Regions from separate parts of the Columba livia genome. Here region 2 is linked to region 1. Evidence: chromatin contacts called from public Hi-C data. All regions are on one chromosome and are shown on one strand. The core of a region is the stretch at or near the end of the contact, and the rest is flanking DNA. Distances in the headings are between cores, read along the strand shown. Region 1 holds the start of IFNAR2 (interferon alpha and beta receptor subunit 2). Region 2 has its middle 17 kb from the start of IFNGR2.

Evidence for each region. Hi-C and Micro-C count contacts between places; a contact is called where the count stands out from the background.
Region 2: a Hi-C map of crop shows a contact between it and region 1, with 2.0 times the contacts expected there. The contact joins the enhancer-like site here to the promoter of IFNAR2 in region 1. A contact is called at or near these places in 2 of 2 Hi-C or Micro-C datasets (crop and liver).

Annotation. Positions count from the first base shown.
Region 1 is chr1:91,801,629-91,804,556 of bColLiv1.pat.W.v2, reverse strand. IFNAR2 (interferon alpha and beta receptor subunit 2) reads right to left here and starts at 1,542. Exons shown (of 10, transcript XM_065066640.1): 1 at 1,195-1,542.
Region 2 is chr1:91,873,451-91,876,378 of bColLiv1.pat.W.v2, reverse strand. No RefSeq gene overlaps it. Among named protein-coding and RNA genes, the nearest start is that of IFNGR2, 17 kb to the left of the region's middle. Within about 2 kb of position 1,383, at least 1 of the 3 cell types and tissues checked has an H3K27ac peak away from gene starts, as active enhancers do.

The DNA.
Region 1 (2,928 bases), core at 293-2,792:
TAAAAATCTAGCTTCACACTTCCAAGTCACCTTCACTGGCAACTCATTTTTAACCAAAGTTCAGGCTGAGTCATTTTGTATTTGCTTCCAATCAGAAAAAAAAAGCAGGCTTCAAAGTTCTGAAAGTCACTGGCTTGTATTTCACAGAAGTGCCACATCAGTACACAAAACACACTATTCTTTGAAACAAACAGGTGGCATAATTATTTATAGAAATCTACTTATCTGAATATTGAAAGAAAGACACCACAGGAGATGTTTCAGGCGGAGATGTCAGCAGAAGTATGTTTAAGAACTACACAGGTAATACAATGCACAGATTGATGTTCGTACAGAATCCATGTGTGTTAGGGAATCGAACTGTGCGTTGTAATGTTATGCCCGCACTCTATTCCTGGCTTTGCTGGGCGACTTTGGATAAGTCGCTTCTAAGAACATCGAAATCACTTAACCTTAAAAATCCATTAACCAGGAGCAGGTTTTCAATCCACTGCCAGTGGTGCCACCGGTGAGCTGGACATGCCTCTGGAGGAACCACTGCAGGACATGCAACACTTAAACCTATGGGCTCCTCGGCTGCCCTGTGCCCTCCAGCACGGCGCGGGGCCGGGGGGGGGACGACGGCACAGCATTTGCGACAAGCAGCTCTGTCAGAGTCTACGGTTGTATATTTTTAGCTTACAGATTTCTGGTCTTGAGCTACAAGATTACCTGCGTCCAAACCAGCTACAATGCACCTCACAGACTACCGCTAGGGATGATTTTGCATTCAGTAACAGCGCCGAAGAAACCACTCGAATAACCGGCTGTTTTTTACGCGCGGTTCAGCAGATATTAACGCCAAAACGTGCCGCGGGGACACGGGTTCCAGCCAAGAGCGGCCTCCACACACAACTCGCCCGCCAAAGCGCGGACACGGACCCGCCGCCTTTTCAGGAAACCCCGGCGCCGCCGACCGCGGCTCGGGAAGCCGGGCCTGCCGTCCGCAGACACCTCACCTCGCCGATGGAGCACAGCAGGGAACACAGCGCGGCCCGGCCGCGCCCCGCAGCAGTCGGAAGCCACCCCAGCCCTCGCTCCGGCTGCTCTCACGGAGCAGCCCCGACACCCGCACCACAGACAGGCCCCCCCCGCCACACGGGCGACAAGCCACTAATGGAAAGCGGGGGGACGCCGCCGCCATCCAAGCCGTACCTCGCAGCAGACGCCATCCATTCAGCTCCGCTCGGCGCCGGCTCCCCATGGCTCCCCGGCAAGGCCGACGGAGAGGTGGCGGGTGGGGGCGCCGAACGGGAAATGGCGGAGGAGGGGGCGGGTCGCCCCGCCCTCGCCGTCCGGCCGGGGAAGGGGGAATTTCCGTCCGTCGAGGGGCGGTGTCCGGTGGGTCCCGGCGTCAGGGCACCGCTTCACTCATCGAGGGGTGTGCGTCCCGCCGGAGGCTGCCCTGCCGGAGCACAGCTTCTCTCCCCGCACTGACGGGACGCTCTTTCTGCCCTTCTTTCACTTTCCGTGACCTGCCTCGCCACGCCCCCGCCCCACCCCCTGTTAAGTCTCTGATCACAGAGTCACAAAATTATTTGGGTCGGAAGTGACCTCTGGAGATCATCTAGTCCAGCGCAATGATGCTTGTTATGAAGGGAAGTCTCGGCAGAAAGCTGCGAAAGCGCTTGCTGATCCCCTGCCTCCTTTGTGGAGCACGGTGCTGCTCCCCGTGTTTCATAAAAATATTTGCATTAATGGGCACCCGAATGGATGAGGTGGTATCATGGTTTAACCCCAGCTGGCAACTAGGCCACTACACAGCCACTCGCTGACTCACCCGGTGGGATAGCAGAGAGAACTGGAAGAGTAAAAGTGAGAAAATTCGTGGGTTGAGATTAAGACAGTTTCATAGGTAAAGAAAAAGACACGCACACACAAGCAAAACAAGGAATTCATTCACATTGGCAGGCAGGTGTTCAGCCATCTCCAGGACAACAGGACTTCATCACATGTAACAGTGACTTGGGAAGATAAATGACATCACTCTGAATGGCAAACTCTTTCTTCTTTCCCCAACTTCATATGCTGAGCATGACGTCATATGACATGGAATATCCCTTGGGTCAGCTGGGGTCAGCTGTCCCAGCTGTGTCCCCTTGAACTTCTTGTGCACCCCCAGCCCACTCGCTGGTGGGGTGCTGTAGGAAGCAGAAAAGGCCTTGGCTCTGTGTGACCACTGCTCAGTAATAACTAAATATACCTGTGTTATCAACACTGTTTCCAGCACAAACCCAAAACAGAACCCCATACTAGCTACTACCAAGAAATCTAACTCTATTCCAGCCAAAACCAGCACATTCTCCACCCCTTATTCCAAATGGTTTACATCATGGTCAAGTTGCACACTATCCAATACATTCTCTTTAACTACCATCCTGCTTCTGTTCCTTTGATACAATACACAGATACCCTTCCTTTAGTCTGTGAACCAGCCCTATGAAACATCTTTAAAACCCCCACAAATGTCAACAAAATGTCCATTGAGTTCATTTAGTCCATGACTTTGGTCTCCATCTGTTATGCTCATCATTCAGGACAGGAGAGGTGATGTGTTGTGTGGAGTTACTGGGCACTAAAGCTGGCTCAGGTCAGGTCACTGCTGCACTTGCATTGTTCTCAATTGGTTCAAGTGGTTCCTGCTGTAATAATTCCTATAACATGCAACTCAAATCATGGGTTACAACAATTTAAAGGTATTTTCATTACAATCTCTGCCCTGGTCCCTTTGAATGAGACCATGGGGTTTCACATCACAATGAGCTCCTTCCCTTGTCCCTGCTCTGGTGTGGACTTATCCACACACTGCAGTCCCTTAGAGGTGCACCTGCTCCAGGTGGAGCCTTATCTGTGAGCCACAGTCTCTCCAGGGGTTTGTCTGCTGTGGCA
Region 2 (2,928 bases), core at 134-2,633, 72 kb before region 1:
GGTGAATTTTTTTGCCTCAGTGGGAAAGAAGATATCTAGGAAATATCATCTGTCATGAAAACAAGAATTTACTAAGGCCACCACCACTCTAATATAATTGGAAAGCCTTTCTCATCAAGATGTGTGTGACATTCACTTGCCAGCTAGCTGCAGTATCAGACATGTGGGCAGCATCAAGAAGATAAGAGTTGATGGTCTAAGAAAAGATCTCTTGCTAGAATACTTGCAGGCAATCTTGCTTCCATTTATAGAAATTTATTTAATATACTCAGTACATAACCAATCGCTTAAGCAAGCCTTCGAAAGTTTGGATTATCTGGCACAGACAGCAATGGCAAATAATCAATTTGTCAAAAAGTGGCACTTCTGATGCCTTGAAATTGTTCCAGCGTAACACTGCACTTCTTAGTAAGGGTGCTATGGATAAGGAAATTTGGGGGAAGGATAAATGGACAGTTAAGAAATGCAGGTTAAGTGTCACAGAATATTCGTTTGTTTTTTTTTTTTTCCTGATGACTATCAAACTGCAACAAGAGTATATTTTTCCTTAAAAATTTACCAAATGGTAGCTTTCATTGCGACACAAGCGTGTCTGTAAGAAATTTTCCAGGCTTACCTGCAACCCTTATAAACTGTAATTTTCAGGAGGATTATGCCAAGCCTGGTACTTCTCTAACTTACCTGCTCAGCAGCACTGAGACTGGTTCTTTTCATGTGGCTGTTTGCCATCTACCTGATGGTTTGAAGTTTTCTGCAATTATACTTTAAATAGGGCCTTGACAACGCATCTGAAAAAACAAAACAAAACAAAAACAACAACAACAACAACAACAAACCAGAACAAAAAGTGTTTTAGTTCCTACCTTAAATGTTTTGCAATACAGTTCAAAAAGAGAGAATCACAGAAGTGTTGAGGTTGGAAGGCACCTCTGGAGGGCATCTGGTCCAACCCCCCTGCTCAAGCAGGGCCACCCAGAGCTGGTGGCACAGGACTGTGTCCAGAGTATCTCCAAGGATGGAGACTCCACAACCTCCCTGGGCAGCCTCTGCCAGTGTTCAGCTATCCTCACTGTGAGAAAGTGTTTTCTGATGTTCAGAGGGAACCTCCTGTGTTTCAGTTGTTGCCTGTTGCCTCTGGTCTTGTCACTGGGCATGTCTCTCTTGTACTGGGAAGCCCAGAATGGACACAACACTGTGTGTGTGGCCTCCCCAGTGCTGAATAAAGATAGATGATTAAAGTAATCAGTCCCTAAGAAAGGCATATATGCCCCCAGACTTACCTACAGTTCTTCATTTACCATTACCAGGTACTACTGTACCTATGAATTGCACCTTAAGTGAAAATCATCACTGGCAGAAAAACCTTGTAGCGATAAGAAGAATGGAACATAGCTATCTATCACAATTCCTCCTTCTACAGATCTCCTCTGCTTCCCCCTACCCAAAAGACATTGAAATTCCCAGTACAGTGAGAAATAATTCTACTGTCACGCATATTCAGATTTTTCTTTGAAATAAAGCCCCAACGTCAAACAGCAGTGAATAACACCTATAAATATGCCAGCTACTTCAATGCCAACTAGCAAAATCAAGTGCTAACAGCATTGCATGAATATCACTCAGTAACACATCCCTACGAGAATGATCTAATATCCCACATTTACCACCAAGGGGGTTCTCTACTGACTATATTTTTATCTGTGTGTTCTTACCCAGGTTGCAACATCAAGCACATGCTTATATAAAAACAATTCTAATAACAAAACCCATTCCAAAAGCAGAAGTCATGGGAAAGTCACAGACCCAAAATGCAAAATCATTACCAGATGCTGCTTCCCTTTCAAGCAATAGTCCCATGACAGGAAACTTCTGCTTCGTCACCCCTCCCCCACAGTGTGTCTTAAAGCTGATTATATTACACATATTCCACAATATCAACATTGGTTAAGTGCTTCTAGTTTCAAAAACATGGTGTTTGATTAACTTGGTTGTGATTCTTACCATCAATACCGACAAGTCAAACTCTATATGGTCCAGTTGAAAGTATTCAATTATTAATGGGGCTGTATCTGATCCCAATGAATAATGTCAGTGAAGAGTCAAATACAGTTCTTCCTCAGACTTCCTCCATACCACATAATAAAGATTAGCTTTCTACTGCTAGAAATATTTTGAACAAAAGAAAGGTCTTATTCTTTAGAAAGTGACTAAAATCCCCTCATTTAAACAAAGTTCCTTTATGCACTGTAATAAACTGCTCTTAGAAGGTGAAGCGTGAAAGTTCTGTCAAATTATTTTTTCTAGTATTTCTGGATACAGCTGAAACATATCAGAATGAGACTGCCTCAGGTATTTGCAAACTTATTTTCCCAGTTTAAATATTAGATATTGAATAAATAGAATTAATATTTCCATCTTAAAGCTCTGGTTTTGCTCTTTCTGGCAACACTGAAAAGAACGAATACAAGATTTTCTGTAGCCCTTCTTATAACCAAGCTTCACGCAACATATATATTAATTAATGCTCATTTGGTTCTACATTCTAAGGAAAACTGTGGATTGCCTGCAGATTATGAATTTTACCTATTTTGGAAACATTCACTATTCCAGAGTGCTGAAACTCCAGGAGGGAAATAAAATCTTGTGTCACAGAAAACAGTTATCAAAATAATAGCCCACAGTTAGCTGTTGAAATATCAGATGAAACATTTTCCCTAGATAAGCAAGGAAAAAGACAAAACAAAACCCCCAAACCACCACACCTTACTTCAGTAAACATGTCTAGAATAGCTTCACTTTTAAAAATCCCCCAAATGAAAATATGTCCCCACAAACTCTACTGTAGAAGTAGGTCACAAATAAGTAAAACAGACTGCGACTGAAGTTGTCTGGGAGAAAAAAACATCCAGGAAGGCCAGCTACAGCATG